Linked DNA regions of Drosophila melanogaster: region 1 is linked to region 2. Evidence: chromatin contacts called from public HiChIP or PLAC-seq data. All regions are on one chromosome and are shown on one strand. Each heading gives the region's core, a stretch centred on a gene start, on an enhancer-like site or on the middle of the called end of the contact. The rest is flanking DNA. Distances are from core to core; before and after follow the strand shown.

Region 1 (4,505 bases), core at 1,159-3,658, 230 kb before region 2:
TGGCACGTAGTTGGGAGCACACACACACACACACACACACACTCCTGCAGCCAAAGGATCCCACTGCCGGCCTTTAATACGCTTCTCTATTCGGCGTCGCCTTTTTACATATTTAATGAAATTATTTTCAACAATTTATAATTGCCACGAGCAGTCAGTTCGGCCGGCATACTCGCCACCTCACATCCTTCGGCAGGACCCTCCCATCCTTCCACTTCTCCATCAATGCTGTCCTTGGCTGTGCCTTAGTTAAATGTGCCCCGGGGAGAGTTTTGCTGGCAAACAAATTATTATAAAGATATACACGAAAATATGTATGTATATTTTTATATGTAAGCTGGGGGAGTATCTGCCATCAATGTGGAGCCTCTGCCTGCATCCTGGATTCGCCATCCCGTGTCCCCCGGCGCCAGTTAAGTAACCCCTCCCACCCACCAACCATCCCTCCTAGGCGACTTACCTGCTGCCCCAAAACGATTAACAATCTAACTAATAAGGCCCAGCATCTAATCGGACGAGATGTAATGAGGCCAAAAACTAAACATAATATTCAAAAAACTTGTACTCACTTTAAGGGAACTTAATTTCATCATGATCATGAACTATTATGTACGTAGGGAAGTTTGCAAAGGCGGGTCAAAGTTTATGTCTTCGGAATATAGGTATATTTATATTCATACGACTGGCGTGTGCATACTTTAAGTTGTTTTAAAAAAGCATCAATAACAGTTTAATTGGAATATTCACCTCTGCATTGATCCCAGCCATTGCGATTCAATTGTTATAATGCGTGTGCTTATAAAAATCATATATCTATAAATAATTCATACTTCCACCATTCGAGCTGGGAACCTTCTTTCTTTCTGTTTGGCACGTAATTCGCCAATTTGGTGAGTGGCTGAAAAAAGGTTTTTGAATTTTTAATTAGAAAGGCATTCGTGCGTGCCTTGTTTTTGGGAAACCCTCGAACCCTCCTTCCCGGGCAAGTGTTATAATAATAACAATTCGCCATTCGTGCCGCCTATATCCCTTTTATTGGGCTTGTCTGCTGCTTATCATTTGACAGCCTCCGGCCGAGAGGAGAACCCTTATCAAAAGCGAGAGACGTCACATTATATTGAGCTAAAATCAGTTTACAGCATGTGTGAGGAGGATAGAATAGAAATGCCAGAGCCAACACGGATGGAAAATCTATTTCGCATTTACCCATTTTCCTTGTCACATCTAACTAGGCAAAGCTATGATTTGGGCATTCCCACTGAAGCCCAGAAGAGCCGAGAGAATCCAGATGGGGGGCACTTGGGGTAAGTCCTGCAGCTTATTGCACAGAACAATGCCATCAATCAAACTTGGCCAATAATGTGAGTATCTGCGACCTCGGACCGCCACTTCACCTCCTTCAAATCCGCAATCCATTGCGTAAATGTCAACTAATGGATATAATTGGTGCGGCTGGGGCCCTCAATGACATTCATTAAATCGCAGACTCCTTGAAGTTCAGTTTGGATTTCGTTTTAATTGGAAATTCTTTTCACTCCTGACCGATCTCAGTAACCCGTAAGTTATAATAACATGCGGACCGGACCCATTTTGGTAATTAGCACAGCAATAATGTTGCAAAAGTTTCGCTTGATGGGAATGGTTGGGTTATGGGCAAGTCGATCCATGAATATTCATTTTACCATCACATATTCCATTTTATATCACACTTCGGATTGAATGCTCAGCTAAATTCCTTTAAAAACCAACATACACTAGTTCTCCAGAAACCCAAAATCCATGTAGCATCCAATGGAATTGAATTTAACTTGAAGATTTATTAAGGTTCTGCTTTTTCTATTCAGTGCATGTTAGAAGGTCAAAGACTACATATTATGTGTATGATTTGAGCAATTTTGATTCGCTTTCATTGTTCATTGCCAGTTTTAATATATATACTAGTTGGTAGATAAACATATTTGCACATATTTCGTCATATAGTTGTGCTGCACTCAACAAAAGAAAAAAAAAAACGCTGTTTTGGCTTACAGTCGAAGTAGACCTAGGAAAAGCACTGACAGATGTCCTTCTTGCACTGGCCCACCCAGTGACCTTGGCGTTTGCAGTAGCTGTGGCACTGGGGGTGGTGTGGGTGATGTGGCGAGAGCTGGGCGCAGTGGGCGGGGTCCGGCTGAATGTGGCGCACCTTGATCGTGAATATGCCCAGTGGCTTGTCGGTGGCATCTTCCTCCTCTCCGAAATCGATGCCCAGTTCGTTGGCATCGGGTGCGGGAATATCGGGAACATTCGTCTCCACGGGATTCGCCCGACCTTGACCAAGGAACAGACCGATGGTGAGGATCAGGCAGAGCAGCAGGGCGGGCTTTATTGCGCTCATCTCGGTGGCAAGCAAGAAGCAACTGATGCCGTTCCGTTTCCAAGATTTCGATTCGAGCATCCACTTCCAGTGCTCCATTGTGCCGCCTTATCAGTTTCACTTCCCGCTCAAGGTCACCGAGCCCAGCTCTCAGCTCTCGCGCGTTCTAATCACTGTAACTGGACGCACTCCCCGAGTATCTGCCCATTCGCGATTGCGCCTCGGTTTGGCTCAAGTTTCAGATTGGATCCGCTTGAGTTGAGAGAGCATTTCTGCGACTTAACTCTAGACGAGCCTACAAATCGTAAAATTGTATCAATTAAATGTATAATAATTAATACGAAATCTAGACAGATTTCTATAGTCTATAGAGTTTATCGACTATCGGATACCCATTACTCGGCTTAAGAGCGTCCGCAGACAAATGTGTATATATGCAAGTAGGAGCCTCATCTAGCGGCTGTTTAATTTTTTGTTTATGTTTACATTTAAACTTTAAAAAACAACAGTTTTCAAAACAGCGACCAACAACTATCTAGTTTTAATAGTTTACGATCTTGTTAGATTTCTCAGTTTTTACGGACGGACAAATGGACGGGGTCATGTTCATATCAACTCGGCTAGTGATTCTGAATAATATTAATATATTTATATGCATATATAAATAAAGTCGATTATGGGCTTCTTCAACATGTCACATATTTTCCAACGAATAAGTGTTAAATGTTATTGAAGAGCTGTTTGAGTTTGATTTACTTGGAACCACCTCGAATCATCGGCATTGGCCACTCCCTTATTTATTGGAAAAGTGTACTTTTTCGCCAAAATGTTATACATTATTTTTGTGGGGAAACGGCTACAATTTCGCTGATTTTCTCCGTTTTTGTACACAAAATAACAAATGTTGAGCGAACGATTTACGCGGAAATTTGATTTTTATGTTCGTGGAGCTGGTATCCTTGCTCCTTTTCTGCTTTCTGCTTTCACATTTCTCCTTTCTCCCTGCCGCTGTCATTTCGCCAGAAGTTAGTAAAATTGATGGGCAACGGACAGGCAGTTAAAGCCACATAAAAACACCATTTCTGGGGTAATTTTTGGCGCACCCGCCAGCATACATGCGAGCTTCTATACTCGAGTCTCATTTGTTTTAAAATGCAAAAACCATAAAAATAATCATGATAACATTACACAATAATAATAATAATAATAATAATAATAATTACGGCGCTCAAATGTAATACACTGGGAACATCTGCCAAGAGGCAACCCCACCCCGAATTTTCCCATTTTCGCAGCCTTTTTTACCCACACCCATGGGAAAAGTCAATGAAACCGAGCGAAGTGAAGATGTTAACATCCGGAAGACGAGGACTACATTGTACATAGGGCCCTATTTCCGTGCCTATATATTTTTGGATAGTAGTTGTAGAATATGGTATCGTACCCCCCAGCTGTCATCGGGAAGTGATGAAATACATATGCAAATGTGTGGACAAAGCTGGCTTGAAAGTGCTTTTTAGCCAATTGTTATTCAACAAATGCAAAGCCAGAACGAAAGGAATTGATGGACTAATTGGCAAAACGGCATAAATCTCATACAGTAGACTGAATAACGAAGAAGCAGGAGAAAGTTTTCTCTAAACGCTTAAATTTCATTGCTGCAAATGAAGCGCAATAAGTAGAGCAACAACAAAAGCTAAGTGGGCGGTTTTTCTTCGTTGTTTTATTTGTTTTTTTGTGGGCGGTTATCAGGCTTAAGCGAATCGAAGAAAACAGGTGGAAAAATACGGCAAAGAAACAATTTCTGTTGTGCTTAACTTGTTGATGGCCGGGAGAAACATTTTGTCAGTGGCAAAAGTTTCATTTCATTCCTTCTTTTTCCTTTTAATTAAAAAAGTTTCCGCCTCCTTCCGCTTCTCATATTGTTGTGGTTGGCTTGTGCTTAGAGGCTCAAGTTCTTCAATGGAATCAAATTCCCATATGAAATTTGGTGTTACTCAAAAGAGGTTGATTCCCTCAGCGGGAATTCAATCAAGTGCAATGTGATCAAATGTTCTGCCACCTTGCCATTTAAATTTATTGTAGCTTACTAAAATAAATTTCGTTGTTCACACAAAAGGCGGGAATTTATTTTAATAAATTAACATTA
Region 2 (4,521 bases), core at 1,687-4,186:
GAGACATCCCAACAAACCGATTGGGAATTCATACATACAAACTTAAATGCCTTCCTGTTGTCCTTTTTTTTATTTTTAATTTAAATACTTTTAGTTTAAAAACTATATAACCCAAGTGATGTTCGTCCATCAAAGGAAAAGTAACAACTGCTTGAGAAATTTAAAAGTTCAGATTTCAAAATTCTGTGAAAACAAATTCGCGCACTGATAAGAAATATAGCGGAAATATACGCAAAGGAATTTTTTTGGTTGACGATAAAACAATAGTTTCTTGCCAACTAATAGTTAACAGAAGTGTGTTGCTTATCATACAATATCCATATATAAGCGATAAATTTCCAAAACCTGGGATGCTTTTATCATAATTAATAATTAATTTTAATTATAATTATTATTAGAAAAACGCTCCTATTTATTTTCTAGCTTTCTGTCCAGATTTCGGCACAAATACATAAAAAAGCAAAGCACTATGAAAATAATACCATATAATAGGCACATGGCAAAATTGTTTCGGTGTCTTCCGGTTTTGGAGTTCGGTTCGAGTGAGTTCATTATTCATTGTGCCGCCTGTGCTGGCCATCGAAGTAACAACCCAACATCACCACATCACTTGAAGGCGTCTCCGGATTTCAATGTTTGGACACCGAGTTCCGGAAGAATCGGGGCGATGGACGGCGGACGGTGAACGATGGGCGATGGGCGACCGGCGTCGAATTAGCATATACATTGGAACTATGCGATATAGCGTCGACTCGGATAGCCAGCCAGAAATAGTAGTAATAATACTTTTATAATAAGTGAAGCTGTTCCGTTGTCGACTGACGACTGACGACGATGACGATGACGATGGCGATGGCGATGGCGACGCTTTGCTATGCGAAGGTCACACAACCAGCCGGAGCCGCATATAAAGCACCACAGCTCCATGGAGTGACGATAACGAAAGCCAGACGAAAATCGGGGGGAAATACATAGTTAGTGTGGGCGTTGTAGAAGACGAGTAGGCGCTACCAGAAGACCAGAAGACGAGGGAGAAGAATGCGAAGACTAATCGCAAAAATGATCGAAAGAAATTTCCATAGAATAAATTAATCAAAGTGATCCGCAATGCAAAAAAAAAAAATATTTATATATATATAAAACAAACGGAACTTATTTATTCACTCGCTCAAAGCCCATAAAGTCAAAGCCCATGGAGCGATTGCTGCGATAGTATTTCTGAATGCTTACTAACCTAAAAACTCGTTTTGATCTCCTAGCCGCATAGTCAGTTATTTGTTTAAAACATTCTAGGCAAAGCAAATGGATCGAGTTTGAGCAGTTTCTTCAGAAAGAACGCTTTTATGGGCCCGCTAATCATCACATTTCATCTATGATCGTTCGATCGATTGTAAAAGAACACAACGTAAAGTTCACATCTTAAGTGAAATTCCGAGTATATCAACAGATAACTTATTACAATAATTCAAGTGAAATAGATAAGGGATATGACCGTGTATCTAATCTAATCCGCACATTTAAAACCAAACTTCCTGTCACATATTAAAACAAGATGGTACGAAGTCTTTTTTTTTTTTTTTTTTGAAAACAAATTTATCCGACGTAAGAAAATAATGGTCAATGGTTCAAGCGTTGGATTTGTAAGATCCGCATGGCTAGTTATGATAGTATTTTTATACTTTTGGTGATTTTTGATTGCAAAAGCAATGCTTTCTTCTGGTATCCCGCTGAATCCCAATAGTAAGATTCGAATAGATAATACTGCCGTATTTGTATCTTTGCCGTGTTTTATAGCTATATAGAGTTGACGCGTGCTAACTGCCCCTATATGGTGGTCCCAGTTCCCCAAACCCCTCGATTATCCAATGGCCGACATTCAATTGCGCAGCGCGGCGGCAGAGAACTACAGTTAATTGCATTTACAATATTGCCACAGTTAGGTCGATTCTTTATGGTTTGTATAGATTGTATGGGTTTTAGGAGAATGCGAATCTTTTGTGGGACGGAGAGGGGCGGTGCAGCAAGCATGTTCGTTTAACGATCTCCCCAGCTCATGTTTATTTATGAGTTGCCAATCGAATCAATTTCATTCGACTCGACTTGACTCGGACTTGACTTGAATCGCTTTCAACTGTTGTTGTGCAGCTGCAAAATGCAAATTTTGGACAAAATCCATGGTACGTACACATATATACATATGGATATATGAACGTCTGTATGTTGTGCACCTGTGTTCAAGTTAAACGTAGTGCCGTCCTCTCCTTTTAATTATTAAGTAATATACATAAGTGTATAGATCATATCGTCTAATATGCAGAAAAGTCCAATCGAACGGATGAAAGGAACCTATCAGCTTTAACATCCTTTCTATGTACGTATGTACATATGTATGTACACATACCTCAATTATATCCTGTACTGCATATGCACCAACAATTGTGAAGCATTGAAGCATACATAATACATACATATATTTCATATATATTACAAAGCTGTTGCTACTGATCAGAAACTCGTCTATTATAATGCCACAAACACACCCCTTTACCTGTTGCACGCGTTTTCCCAAAGACAATATACCCCTTTTCTGAGCGACTAATTGAAATAGTCCAGTACGAACCCTTATTTTGACAACAGCTGCACGAGTGGCTGCATACGATATATATATATGTATGTATGTATGTGTGTACATATATGTACATGTACTGATATGTGGTATGGATTGGGTTCCCATAGATGGCATGGCTTGGCATGGCATGCAGGTCTAGGGCAGTGCCAAAACCGACGACGAAAGCAACTATCAAATGCCGTTCAAGGCCGTTTGAAATTGCGTGGCAGGCAGAACAAGTTCCACACATCGGTGTGTGTGTGTGTGTGTGTGTGTGTATTGTTATTAACCAGCTGATGTGCGTCCGCGTGTGTGTGGAAGTCTTCGGAAGGGGTGCGCACATCCTAAGTGCGCAAAAGCCATGATTGCAAGCTTTTCGGACTCGGAAAAACAATACAATACCAACGGCAGATTTGGTCATTCAGGCAGGCAAATTGTCAAATAACTAACGGTTACTTTAGTGCTCATTAATGTTTTTATGTGCTTTAATAGATACGCTACTATTTTAGTTATTTCCCCAATGCAATACGTTAAGATACTCATCTACTAAGAGACGAATTTTTATTTACCCATTAATAATAACGGATGATTCGGAAATCGCATACGAAAACGCCTTAGTTGTATATTTACTCCTTTTTCTACCCTTACTACCGTATACGTAATAACAATAATGAGCCAGAGACGATTGGTGGCTAAGTATGTACACTGGCGAAAATACCTTTCAGCAAGCATAACCATAGCTTCCTTTTTACAGGATCCAGATAAAACGCGCAGATAAAAATGTTAGGCAGTGACATCTGTTGCAGATGAAAAGGATTAAGAACTACAGATTCAAAAGGCTGCTCCTTTTCTTTCAGTGTGAGAGAGGGAGAGAGAGAGAGAGGGTTTAGGTGGAGGCAAGTCGGCAGGGGAGCAGGAAGCATGAAATTGAGAGAAAATAAGGATAAACAAGCCGAAGGATATGGGACGGCACTGTTGCTTCGCAAGTGTGTGTGTGCACGTCCTGACCGCGTGCACACACACGCCGTGTGGCCGTGTATAAGTGTGCGAGCGAGAGGGGGCGATCGATGGTGTGAGTGACTGGCAATAGCCGCCGCGTCTTATTGACATTAAAACCGCTGCTGCTGCCGCCGCCGCCGTCGCCAGTCGACTTCACATATACCCGCTCTCTCGAGTCCCTCCCCATACCATTCCATACCATCCCATCCCTACCATTCATCCTGGCTCGTTCTTCTTCCTCTTTTATTTTTAAATAACACCCGGCGCAGATGCTAAACAAGACGCCAGAAATTAAAGTGCAAAGGTGTGTGCTGCAGCAACAACAGCAACAACAGCAACAACAACAGCGTCCTCGACAGAAGGACGATACTTTGGCGTTGTACTTAGCGTCAACCGAAGAATACGAAGACAAGGACCGCGAACAATGTGGGATCAAGGATCTAAGCAGATATATATGTATGTATGCACATATACCAAATGTTCCGAGCGTCCACATGGTGCGGATTTAATCACGCACACACATTGGCATTCATGAAAGGATATCGGATATGTATAGAGTATCAAACGGAACCGCTGCGCAAGATGGAAAACAGATTTGATCGCTAATCAAGTAAATAGATGATACATATCATTGTCAAACTTGAAATTAAATGAATCAAAAGTACTGAACATCCTGAATCAAGCAAATGACATATGGCATCCTATGTGAAAAAATAATATAAAGGATCTCTTAGTGATCTCATTCAAGATTAGCCAACTATCTCCTCGTGATATTATAAAATATTTACGACTCACTCATATCTACTGATTCATGCACTCCTTTGCTAAGAGAGTTATTTATAGGAACTGTGATCTAAGAAGGAAAACTGGTGGAAACAATATGGGCTTTTTCGGAATCTATTTTAGGTCACTTG

Evidence for each region. HiChIP or PLAC-seq counts read pairs in DNA pulled down with a chosen protein or histone mark.
Region 1: an H3K27ac HiChIP or PLAC-seq map of the Kc167 cell line shows a contact between it and region 2, with 2.8 times the contacts expected there. The contact joins the promoter of CG34331 here to the promoter of amn in region 2.

What each region holds. Positions count from the first base shown.
Region 1 is chrX:20,120,356-20,124,860 of dm6, reverse strand. It overlaps CG34331, which reads right to left and starts at 2,408. Exons shown (of 2, transcript NM_001298549.1): 1 at 2,186-2,408. The coding sequence starts at 2,377.
Region 2 is chrX:19,888,475-19,892,995 of dm6, reverse strand. It overlaps amn (amnesiac), which reads left to right and starts at 2,936. Exons shown (of 1, transcript NM_078692.2): 1 at 2,936-4,521. The region is part of intron 4 of Hers (Histone gene-specific Epigenetic Repressor in late S phase); the gene reads right to left.